3 separate regions of the Sus scrofa genome follow, and all the other regions are linked to region 1. The links are chromatin contacts, called in public HiChIP or PLAC-seq maps. All regions are on one chromosome and are shown on one strand. Each heading gives the region's core, a stretch centred on a gene start, on an enhancer-like site or on the middle of the called end of the contact. The rest is flanking DNA. Distances are from core to core; before and after follow the strand shown.

What was found. HiChIP or PLAC-seq counts read pairs in DNA pulled down with a chosen protein or histone mark.
Region 2: a contact with region 1 is called in an H3K27ac HiChIP or PLAC-seq map of skeletal muscle. The contact joins the promoter of ATP1A2 here to the promoter of CASQ1 in region 1. A contact is called at or near these places in 2 of 47 Hi-C or Micro-C datasets (both in skeletal muscle) and 1 of 2 datasets of contacts at active chromatin or transcription factors (skeletal muscle).
Region 3: an H3K27ac HiChIP or PLAC-seq map of skeletal muscle shows a contact between it and region 1. The contact joins the promoter of DCAF8 here to the promoter of CASQ1 in region 1. A contact is called at or near these places in 1 of 5 promoter capture datasets (liver), 6 of 47 Hi-C or Micro-C datasets (heart right ventricle, liver and skeletal muscle) and 2 of 2 datasets of contacts at active chromatin or transcription factors (alveolar macrophages and skeletal muscle).

Annotation. Positions count from the first base shown.
Region 1 is chr4:90,285,135-90,288,843 of Sscrofa11.1, forward strand. It overlaps CASQ1 (calsequestrin 1), which reads right to left and starts at 2,131. Exons shown (of 11, transcript NM_001243269.1): 1 at 1,831-2,131. The coding sequence starts at 2,109.
Region 2 is chr4:90,368,903-90,372,611 of Sscrofa11.1, forward strand. It overlaps ATP1A2 (ATPase Na+/K+ transporting subunit alpha 2), which reads right to left and starts at 2,003. Exons shown (of 23, transcript NM_001171541.1): 1 at 1,982-2,003. The coding sequence starts at 1,993.
Region 3 is chr4:90,213,268-90,216,976 of Sscrofa11.1, forward strand. DCAF8 (DDB1 and CUL4 associated factor 8) reads left to right here and starts at 1,651. Exons shown (of 13, transcript NM_001244434.1): 1 at 1,651-1,806. PEX19 (peroxisomal biogenesis factor 19) reads left to right here. Exons shown (of 8, transcript XM_021089574.1): 8 at 1-41.

The DNA.
Region 1 (3,709 bases), core at 881-3,380:
TGAACTTTCCGGCACTGTGCATGTACTTCCGGGTTCCTTAGGGATGCCGAGGGGTCTGGCTTCAGAATGACTGAGGCCCTTCCTTCCTTCAGAGCTGAGTCCCCTACTCCCTACTGATCAAAGGCCATGCTCAGTGTGGGGGTGACATTAGATGTCCTTTGGGATTCTTTTGAGTGACTCCCAGTGGGAAGAATCTTGGAGGGCAAGAGGGTGATAGTGAGATCTGGTCATGTTGCTGAGGAGCAGGGAAAGCCAGAGAGCTGAGAGTAGAGGTCCCTTCGCCACCACTGGTTGCTCTCAGAGGCAGAGAGACTGACGGGGAGACCTGAGGTGAAAGGGGCCGGGCTCTCCTCAATCCGGTGGGACTTCCTCTTTCACTGTCTACTTTAGCCCTCCTAGGGCAGTTACACCCTAGGCCTCCCAACCGGGCTCGCAACCCCAATGCGCTCTGCCTTGGGCACCATTTGCAGCTTTACCCCACCTAACACGGATGCTCGGGCGCTCAGGTTCTTAGGAGGATGGGCCAGGGAGGTGGTTGGCAGGTGGCTGGAGAGGGATGCTGAGCACTCAGGATAAAAATACTCAGCTCATTAATCAGACGGTGGGTTCCAGTGCCCAGCAGGGGCACACAGAAACAGGAGCCTGTAATACTGGTGTCTTGCCCTGAAATAGTCCAAGCTCTGGGCAAGCTGGGGCCCCTCTGCAGTGCCAAGCTAGGGAAGGGGCTGCGGCAGCTTGGCCAAGGAGACGCCACACATCCCACTCCTGGGGGCAGGGGGTAGGGGTTGTGTGTGTGACCACAACTCTCAGTTATCTTTTTTTTTTTTTTTTTTTTTTCTTTTTCTAGGGCTGCACCCATGGCATATAGAGGTTCCCAGGCTAGGGGTCTAATCAGAGCTGTTGCCACTGGCCTACTCCAAAGCTACAGCAATGCCAGATCCGAGCTGAGTCTGTGACCTACACCACAGCTCACGGCAATGCTGGATACTTAACCCACTGAACGAGGCCAGGGATCGAATCTGCCACCTCATGGTTCCTAGTCGAATTCCTTAACCACTGGAACTCCCTCCCAGTCATTTCTAAATGTGGGCTCTTTCCCCTTGTAACAATAGGCTCTCATAACTCAGTGCCCCAGGTCAGTTTGGGGGTGAGGAGAAAGTTCCCACAAAGACAGGTTGGGGAAGGCATTGTGGACCCTCCTCCAAGCAAGAATTTTCCAGTGGAGATGCCCAGCCCGATCCAATAGGGGCAGATGGGGCTGGTGAGGGAGGGGGAGGGAGGGGGAGACTAAGAGGCCAATGGGAGACACCGTGGTATCTACTAAGCCTTTGGCCATTAAACAAGTGACATGCAAGTTAAACGGCTGTAACATTGAAATTTATACTCAGTTCGGATCTCTTTGGTGTGTGGCCCTGAAAGTATATAGAGAGGGGGCACATCCTGGCTAGAAAGTAGATTTGGGGGGTGCACTGCAGTTCTTCTCATTTGCCTGAGGAAACTCTCTTTCCCTCCTTCCCCCCACTTCCAAGGTCACCCCAGTCCTAGGCAAACCCAGTACTGCCAGCCTCCTATGCAATGAGGAGAGGTCCCCCTGCACTTCCTCCTCCCCCTCAAAACTGCCCGATTCGGGCAGTACTTTTGAGTTCCTGAATCTCTGTTTCTCTTTCGGCTAAGGTCACATGCCCCTTGTGTCCTGTTGTTCAAGACAGGGTCCTGCAGCCCCGGCCCTCACCCCCAGATCCCACCTTCCAAGACCTACATGGAGTTGCAGGCTAGGGGTTGCAGAGAGGGGCTGGCGGGCTCCGCAGGCCTGCACACCCCGCCACTCACCTCCAGGATCAGCTCCTCCAACTCAAACTGTTTTTGTGAGGCCTTGTCGTCCTCGGGGGGTTCATGGTAGAGCAGTGCCAGCACCTCATACTTCTTGAACACATTCTTGTAGTTCTTTGCGTTGACGTTGACCACACGGTCCACACCATCATACTGGGGGAAGTCCAGCCCTTCCTCCCCGTGCACCCCTGACTTGGGTGTCCCTAGCACCAGCAGTAACAGCAGTGCCAGCCGCAGGCCGGGCACAGCTCTGGCCCCCATCCTGTCTGCAGCGCTCATGGAGGTAGAGGGGTCTGGGTCGGCTCTCCTGGTCCAGAAGAGGTTAGCTGGGGGAGGGAGGAGCCCCTGGGTCCCGAATCCTGAGTTGGGGGGGGTGTGGGGAACGGCCCAGAGCAGTGGACAGAGGACGCTGCTGGGTCCTGGAGAAATTGCCGACAGAGCCAAGAGAAAAAGGGTCAGGAGGAGGAATAGGAGCAGGGGCGGGGAGGGAACCGGAGCTGCCCCCGAGGTTGGCACCCCTCGGCCCCCACCTGGTCCCGTCTAAATATGTCTCCAGGATTGGCAGGAGAGACAGATAACCTTCTGCGGCCAGGCCGGCTCCGTGAGGGCCGGGATCCTCCTACCTCCAGCACCTCTCACCCGGGCTCTCAGAGCTTCCTTCCCCTCCCCCTCCCCCAATGCCCAGGGCTCCTCAGCCCCTGTCCCCACACTGGCCTAAGAGCTCATCGCCATATTAAGAAAGGAAAAAAGCTGGAGCTAAAAATAAGACCAGATGAGTCGGAGGTAAATGAAGCTGGGGCTGGGGGAGGGGAGGTTTGGGGTGATCAGAGAGAATTGCGGGAGGGCAGGGGTCCCCAGAGAGAGGGAAATGGGGCCCCGAGAGGAGGAGGTATTCTGGGCCAGAGGTTAAATCCGTAATAAATTCATCGAAGGGGGACAAATGCAGTCTTGACTCTAAATCCTCAAACCTGGGACTCTCTTCTAGGTCAAGTCTGTTTCTTTGATGCTGTGGAGGATGGGGGGCAGTGCAAATGCAATCCAGGCTGCAGGAAAGAGACCCCCTGCACTTCCCTTTAAAGAACCAAGACCAAGGATGAGGTCATTCTCTGAATAAAAGATGGAGCCGCGTCCAGGACCGGCGCCCTGGCTCAGCTCCAGCCCGTTTCCTTTGCTTCACTCAACGCTCCTCACTGGAGAACACAGGGGAAGGACGGGGCGTGGGGCGTGAAGTGCTGGCCGGCATCCAGCCTTGGAGATTCTGATCTGGGGCTTCTCTGCCCACAGGCCTGCGATGCAAAGGAGGAAAGTCATTCGGCGGCTGCCTCCTGCTCATACTCTCTACTCGGATCCTATGGGACTGGTTTTCTACGGCACGGTGGGAAGGAAGGATTCCCCAGGCTGAATGATTCCAGGAAGAGGGAATAGCGCCTATGCATTCCTATGTCTTTGACAAGATGAAAGGGACGAGGTATAAACAGCAGGGGAAAAGATCCAACACTGGGAAGATATGAAGAGGTGGGCCCGGTGCCCTGAGCTGGGGATGCTGATTAATTCTGTGCACTGATGGCCAAAGCAGAGCTGGTGGGGAAAGGCTCTCACGTCCTAGATCCTGCTTGGGGGTGAGGGCAGAGTGGATGAGTTCAGCTCTGGGTACCGTGAAGGGAGGACCCTCGTCATGGCCCTCCAGGGCCCTTACCATGCACGGGTAAGCTGAGCAGCGAGGGGACAGAGAGAGGCTAGGTCCAAGTCAGAAGCCCCCATCCCCACCCTGAGTAGCTCTGATGTTGGAGGGACAGGTGTGTATTCCGCACCATGAAGTGATGTTAGAGGAACAACTTTTCTGCACACCCGTGGGGCAGACCTTACGTGGCTAAGCGGG
Region 2 (3,709 bases), core at 753-3,252, 84 kb after region 1:
CTCCTCCCTCTCCCCCAACACAAGTCCCCCTCTCTGGGCCTTGAATGCTGAAGGAGAACAGAGAGTTCTTTCTGAGAAAGCGCAGGGCCGGGACAGAGTGGGGGCAGCTGGAAATCAGCCAACGTTCCCCCCACCGCAGCCTCTCCGTGGCAGCTGGAGCGGGCTGGGCTCCTTCCCACCAGGGCTGTCCCTTCCCCCAACTCCCACGCTGCCCTTCACGGCCATAGGGTGATGGGGTGACAGTGGGGCCTTGCTCTGAGGGAAGGAGCAGGGGAAAGAGGATGTGGATGGGGGTGCCTTCCCTCTTTGGGAGTCTCCTGGGGGGTTGAACTCCAAGCGCCAACCCTAAGGGCACCCATACCCCGCAGCCTCTCAGTCTGAACAGAGGCAGTCCTGCTCCCTGACTTGCTACTGGGGGTGGACAGGTGGGAATGGGATTCAGGGAGGCTGGGGGAGAAGCATAGACCCCTGAAGAAGTCAAGGTCAAACTGCTTCTCCAGGACCCCTTGAGCTGAGTGCACCCTGTTCTAAGGTGGGGGAGAAGAGGGGTCAGAGGTCCATGCTTCAGTTGGGGGCTTCCTTTCCCCCGGGGGGAACAAGAGATGTCAAGGTGCCGCCGAAGATCCCAAGACAGTACATCTTCCCACTGTCGTGAGCTCTTCCTCTGTGAGGCCCACACCTCAGAGACAACTCTTCATAGACCCTCATGAGCCCCCCCCCACAGCGATGTCTCTGCTCACTCCTGCTCCAGGACCTGCGTGTTTGCAAATTTTTCTGCTGAGACACAAACACAGGTGCTCATCCGTGGATATCTGTATCAGTTCCAGCCTATGGAGAACACGTCACACACACACACACACACACACACACACACACACACACACCGGTTCTATTTATAGCTCCCACCCTAGCTCAGGAACCCTGGTGTCCAGGCTCAGAGTTTTCCCAGCTGCTAAACTCAGTGCGACACCATGTCCTTGCATGACCCCCTCCTGGGCCCAGAAACTCCGCCACAGCTCCCCACGGGCACCCTCTTTCCTCAGCACCCTCCCGGGGCTCCCTTCTGCCAGCATTCCACAAAAGGAAAGCCACCAGGCTTGGGATGTAAAGAGATTGGGTCCCTTTTCTCCATATGGAAATTTCATTTCCAAGAATTCCAAGCCTCAGCCCTGGCCACCCCCACCCTCTCCATCCCCGGTGGCTGTTAATCTTCCCCTTGGCATATCCCGAGCTGCAGAATGCCACAGGCTGGGGTGGACCGAGGGGGGTGCCTGCAGCTCTCACCAGCCTCTGGGAAAGTCCTCAAAGCGCATGGCCTGAAGCCCGAGCACAATGCTGCCGGGGACAGCGCCGGGTGGGTGGGTGGGGGTGTTGGACCAGGGGCTGGGGGCACATCGCTCTCTGCCTTTGCTCACTGCTCCCAGCTGTCCCTGGAACCCAGGGTCCCCCCTCTCTCCCAGAGCTGGTGTTTGGAAATGCTTGGTGACTCAGAAGCAGATGCCCCTTGGCCCTCTCTGCAACCACAAATTGGACCCCCATCCTCTCAGGCTGGGACTCCTGGAGGAATGGATACTTTCAGAGGGTGGCGAAGGCAGGGGGCATTCTCAGTACCAAATAACCTTCCGCTGGGAGGCCAGGAGATACGGTGAGAGAGGAGGGACCATGGGGGTTTGGTGGGGAGGAGATGAGGCAGGGGTGGAGGGAGGGCTGGAGGGGATGCTGGTGGGGGGTGGTGAGCTTCGGAGCTGGTCCTGGGGTCGGTGGTAAAGAACTCAGCACTCAGGGAGCGAGCAAGCAAGTGCCACTGTCCGTCTGTGCACATAGTCCTGGCTGGGAGACTCAATACTTCCAAGTTCAAAGCAGCCCACCGCTCCTCCCTCTGGGTCCCATCCCCACTTTGTCCTTCCTTCCAGCCTCCCTCATCATCCAGAGAGCCGCACAGCTCCCTCCAGAGCCAGCCCTGCTCTTTAGGGATACTCACCCCACGGCCCATCTTGGGGCAGAGTGGCTGCGGGACCTTGACTGGAGAGGTCACCAGGAGGATCCCGAGCTCACACCACCGGTCTGGGGCGCCAGAGACCCCGGCAGACAGACAGAGACAGTGAGCAACAGGGTAGCTTTAAATAGGTCCCTCTCCCCCTCTCCCCCGCCTTCCCTCCTCGGGAAAGAAACGTTTGTTGAAACAGGATCTCTGAGGACTCCTCCCCTCCCGCCCCTTAAGCAACTGGCCTGAGGAAGGTCCGTTTGTCCCACCGAGTGCTCCCCCTCCGCTCCCCTCACCCTCCAAGTCCTGGCCCATGGCAGCCACTACTGAGAGAGGGGAGATACGGTATGGGGTGGGGGATATGCCCCTTAGGGAGGGCAGAGGGGGAGCCCTGGGCAACAGCATCAGCATCCCAGAGAACAGAGGCCATGTGATCTGACCCTGCCTCTTGCTTTCCCGATGGGGAAGCTGAGGCCCGGAGAGACTGCACATGAACAAGATTTGAGCTGATAAAACAGAACTAGAACCTGGTCTCCTGCATCTACATCTAACTTCCCGGAGAAAGAAGCAAGAGACCGTTCTCTCCACTGTAAAGACTGTGGGAACCCTGAAGCCAGGAAGAGGTGGTGCTAGAACCCAGGGCGGCCCTTGTGTATGAGGCTTCTCGAGGTTGGCAGCCTGATGAGAGCCAAAGGCAGCTCCAGAAGCAGCATGGGAGTTCCCGTTGTGGCTCAGTGGATTAAGGACCCAACATGGTCTCTGTGAGGATGCGGGTTGGATCCCTGGCCTCACTCAGTGGGTTAAGGATCCGGCATTGCTGTGAATTGTGGTGTAGGTCACAGATGCCGCTCAGATCCGTGTTGCTGTGGCTGTGGTGTAGACCAGCAGCTGCAGCTCTGATTCAACTCCTGGCCTGGGAACTTCCATATGTTGTGGGTGTGGTCCTAAAAAGAAAAAAAAAAAAAAGAAGCAGCATGAAGTCTGCTAGATGGAGGGGAGAGAGTCTTCCCAAGCCCTCCAGATGTAGCCTTTGCAAAGTTTCAGAGTCAAGGCTCCCAAGACCTGGGAGATGGCTGGCAGAAGGGCAGGTGGGGCACAGAAGGGACTGCCCAAGTTTACCCTTGTAATTGGGGCGGGGGGAACACACACATTACCCTCTTAGACACTGTTGAGGAACTCTAGGCTGTCGATGGGTCGGTGGGGGAGAAGCCCAAAGACTGGCACTTACGGAGCTTCTAAGAGGCATATAGAGGTCAGTATCCTAACATGTACCAGAGCCAAGAACAACAAGAAGGGCAACTGCTTCCTTCAGGCAGGATGAAGGGTAGACAGACAAGAGCCCTCTCTGCACTGAAACATGGGAGTGGCATTCCCGTCGTGGCTCAGTGGTTAATAAATCCAACTAGGAACCATGAGGTTGCGGGTTCTATCCCTGGCCTCGCTCAGTGGGTTAAGGATCCGGTGTTGCTGTGAGCTGTGGTGTAGTTTGCAGATGCGGCTCAGATCCCACGTTGCTGTGGCTCTGGCGTAGGCCAGCGGCTATAGCTTTGCTTGGACTCCTAGCCTGGGAACCTCCATGTGCCTCAGGATCGGCCCAAGAAATGGCAAAAAAAAAAAAAGAAAAAAAAAAAAAAAAGAAACATGGGAGAAACTGACCCAGTGTTCGGGGAGAGGGGAGAGGGGAGTGGTGAGAGGGCCTTGCCTTGGGCGCGGAGGGGGACCTTG
Region 3 (3,709 bases), core at 401-2,900, 72 kb before region 1:
CCAACCCCTGCATCAATAAATAAGTTCCATGAAAGCAGGAATCTTGGCTTATTTTATTCACTGCTGCAGCCTCAGTACATAGAAGAAGGCCTTACATGTAGCAGGAATTCAGTAACTGTTGGTGGCATAAATGAAAGAATGGTAGGGCATTAGTTACTTTGTATTCTGGCCCTCTTGGGTGTTGGGGTTACAAAGATGAAACAGACATAGTCCCTGCCCTTATAGAGCTTATATTCTAATAGTACAGTTAGATTACAAATACATACTTATCAGAGTTCCTGCTGTGGTGCTACGGAAACAAATCTGACTAGTATCCATAAGGGTTCGGCTTTGATCCCTGGCCTTGCTCAGTGGGTCAGAGATCTGGCCTTGCAGTGAGCTGTAGTGTAGGTCGCAGACACAGCTTGGATCCCTCATTGCTGTGGCTATGGCTATGGTTGGCAGCTAAAGCTCTGAATCGACCCCAGCTTGGGCACCTCCATATGCCACAGATATGGTCCAAAAAAAAAAAAATCTCCCATAAAAATGTAATAATAGATTAAATGTTATGGTAAAAAAATTATGAAAAAGTACAGAGTTAGAGGACAGAGAAGGATGGTAGTGCAGGATACCATTTTAGTTGGAATAGTTAAAAGCTGATTGAGGAAGTAGCCTTTGGGTAGAGATGTAATTAAATGGACAGAATGAGTCTAGTAAAAAATACCGTAGATGAACATTCCAAGAAGAGGGAACAAGTACAAAAGCCCTCAGGCTGTCCATGCTTTGGTTGTAGTGACAAGAAGAAGACCAGTAAGGCTAGAGCAGAGCTAGGTAGTATGGGAGGAAATGAAATCGGAGAAATAAGTGCCATGTCGTGTAGGGCCTTCCTCGGAAAACCTCTTGATCATTTAGATTTTTAATGTACAATGAGAAGCTTTCGGAGGTTTTGAGCATAATACTATGACCTGGCTTACGTTTTAAAAGGTCACTCTGGGTCCTTTATTTAACTAGTAGGGCAATGATGGAAGTGGACAAACCAGCTAGGCATCTCTTGCAATAGTCTAAGTAATATATAATGACATAATAGGATGGTTAGCGGTAGAGGAGGTTACCAGGGGCCTCACACCCTAGCCTTCTGGGCAAAACGCCCCTGGCCCGGCAACTGGGAGTAACTTTTTCAGGGGCCTCCTGCATGCTTCCTTCAGATGTCAGACAAGCAGAGGGTACATCATCTGTCCCAGTCTTTGGAACCTTCGACACACTACCCCCCTTCAAAGAGCTTCTTGAATAGCTTAGCTGCACCTCAAGCTTCTAAATCCCTTCTTTAAAAATGGGTAAATGGAAGCTCGGGGCGGGGCGGGGGGGGGCGGTAAATGGGTCTCGAGGGTAAAGCAAGCACTTAAGATCCTCAAAGGAAATGGAGTTTTCAGAAGAAATCTGGAGAAAACTGCTTGTTCAGAAACAGGGCAAACATGAAGGTCGCCCAGGAGTTTGCCTGCAAACCCGTCAGAAATGAAGTTGATTTAAACCACAACTCTGAAAGGCCTTTAACTCTATTTAAGTATCACGAGGATCGTGAAGTCTTCCAAACAGTACAAAAACAACTTCGCCTTCTCAGTAATGCGCACGCGCCGCCCGCTCCGTTTTCCGTTGGGCTTAGGCCCGCCCCCTATGCGTCCTCGGTGGAGGGTTGGGAGCCGAGAGCTCGCGCGACCACTTTTCCCTCAGTCTTCTCCAGCACATCGTCGCAAACGGGGCCGGAAAGCGTGGCAGCGCAGGCGCAAGCGCAGAGAGCGGAGGCGGTGGTGGTGGCGGCCGCTGGCCAGTGTAAGATGGCGGCGGCGTTGGTGGCGGCAGTGGACGGGGCGGCTGGGCCTGGAACAGTCGGAGCAGCCGCTGGCAGAAGGATGACCCAAGACGGGAAGCGGGCTGCAGAGTCTCGCCGGCTCCCGTGCTTGTAACTGCCCCAGCCGGACACCCCCCCCCTTTGACCTACCCGGTCCGTGTCTCGTTCCGGCTTGGCCTGGCCCCCTCCCCCTTGCCCCGTTCCCCTTTAAGATAGGTTTGACTGCTTTCTCGAGCTCCCAGGGCTCAGGTCTGCTCCTTCTGACCCGAGTCACCGCCGGGAGGAGTGGCTGTCCTTTTCGCAGGTCAGCCCCACGGCTGCCCCCAGGAGCATGCCCCGCAATCCACGGGGACGTCTTGCCTTGTCGGGTGACCCATTTGTGTGCGCTTTTCCCCTTTAGATTGGGGGACGCGGCTTGCCCTGCGCTTCCCCGTCATCTCAGGGCCACCGCGCTGTGTGCCCCCTCCCCCATCCCGAGTTCTCGGGCCCAGCACCTTGTACGGAAGGCCGAGGTCCAAGAACCCTGGAGTCAGTTGTTGCCGTCTGTTCCTGTACCCTTGTAATGTAATTCCCTTCACCCCTAAATCTTTCAGGGCACCGTAGAACGGTCCCATTTGGTCCCTGTTAGTTGGAAAGCATCTAGTGGCTTGAATTTCTGACTCATATGATTGTTGCTGGAGTCTCTGTAAACAAACCGGCACTAGCGCTATCACGTTCTCTCCGGGATTTCCCCCTGCTCTGTGGCTTGTTGAGAGGTTTGGTTATGGGTTGGCGTTGAAAAGATTCAGGTTTTCCTTTTAAATGACTTACGTTTTAGTGGAGCTGGGAGATTACTTGCCTGGTTCATTTAATTTCTGTAACTACGTAAGTTACTTGTTCAGTAGTCATAAATTACCGTGCTTCTAAATAGTCCTGAGGAGGTCTAAAAAAGTACTAACATGTATTCATAAATATGTTTTTATTATGTTTAGTTGAAGAGGCACCCTTGCCATTTAAACTTTAACTTTTCTTAGTCCTTCAGTGAATCTACAGGCCTATTTTCTCAGGAGCTCAGCCTGGCCCTACTTCAGTGATAAAGGAGGAAAGGTGAGTAGGAGTTGAAGGCATTTAAATTCCTCAGTCCAAGACAGACCCTACCCTGGTGCCCAAGTGCTGACCACTAAAATTATAAAATTCCTACCACAATTTCCCAAGGAGTTAGGGTATTGTTCTTGGCTTTGTTCCAGCTCTGGTTAAATTACGTTTACAAGTTTAATTGGCTCTGGGCCTCTTGACTTGAAGTCCTAAACTATTGCTGTATATCTTCAAATGACTCCAGTTAAGCATAGAAATGAATGTGTCTCCCTCTTCATTCGTTTGCTTTGTGTTGCCTTTGTGCAGATCATGTTTCTTACACTATTAAAAGCTGGGCATTAGTTTACTGGAGTTCTGCTTAGCCTTTTGTCAATCAAGTCTTTTTCCCTTTCAGGGCTTTGGGTTGTCATTTCTTTCTGTTTAGAGGAGACTGTTTAGCTGCCTTTAACTAAAAGTTAGGGAGTGGTGCTTAAGTTCAGTCCACCTCAGAATTCCAGCTTTTCAGGACATAGTGATAAATTTTGGGTTTTTAAAAAAAAAAAAAAAAAGAGTGGTGCTCTTTTATATCTAATCTGAAGAATCCTTGTTGAACAGAATACTGCACGTCAGCATCATGGGCCGTTGCTAGAGAGGGAATTGGGACATAGTTGTAATTTATGTAAGGGTCTTGGATTTCTGGTAGCAGAGAATAGTGCTATGGTTGAGGTTCATAGGATGTGACAGAAGAGCTGAGTGGCTCTGGAAGGTAGGCCTGGCTGATTCTTAATATCTTTATTGTTTGTAGTAGGAAAAGGTTGAGTGTGACACTGG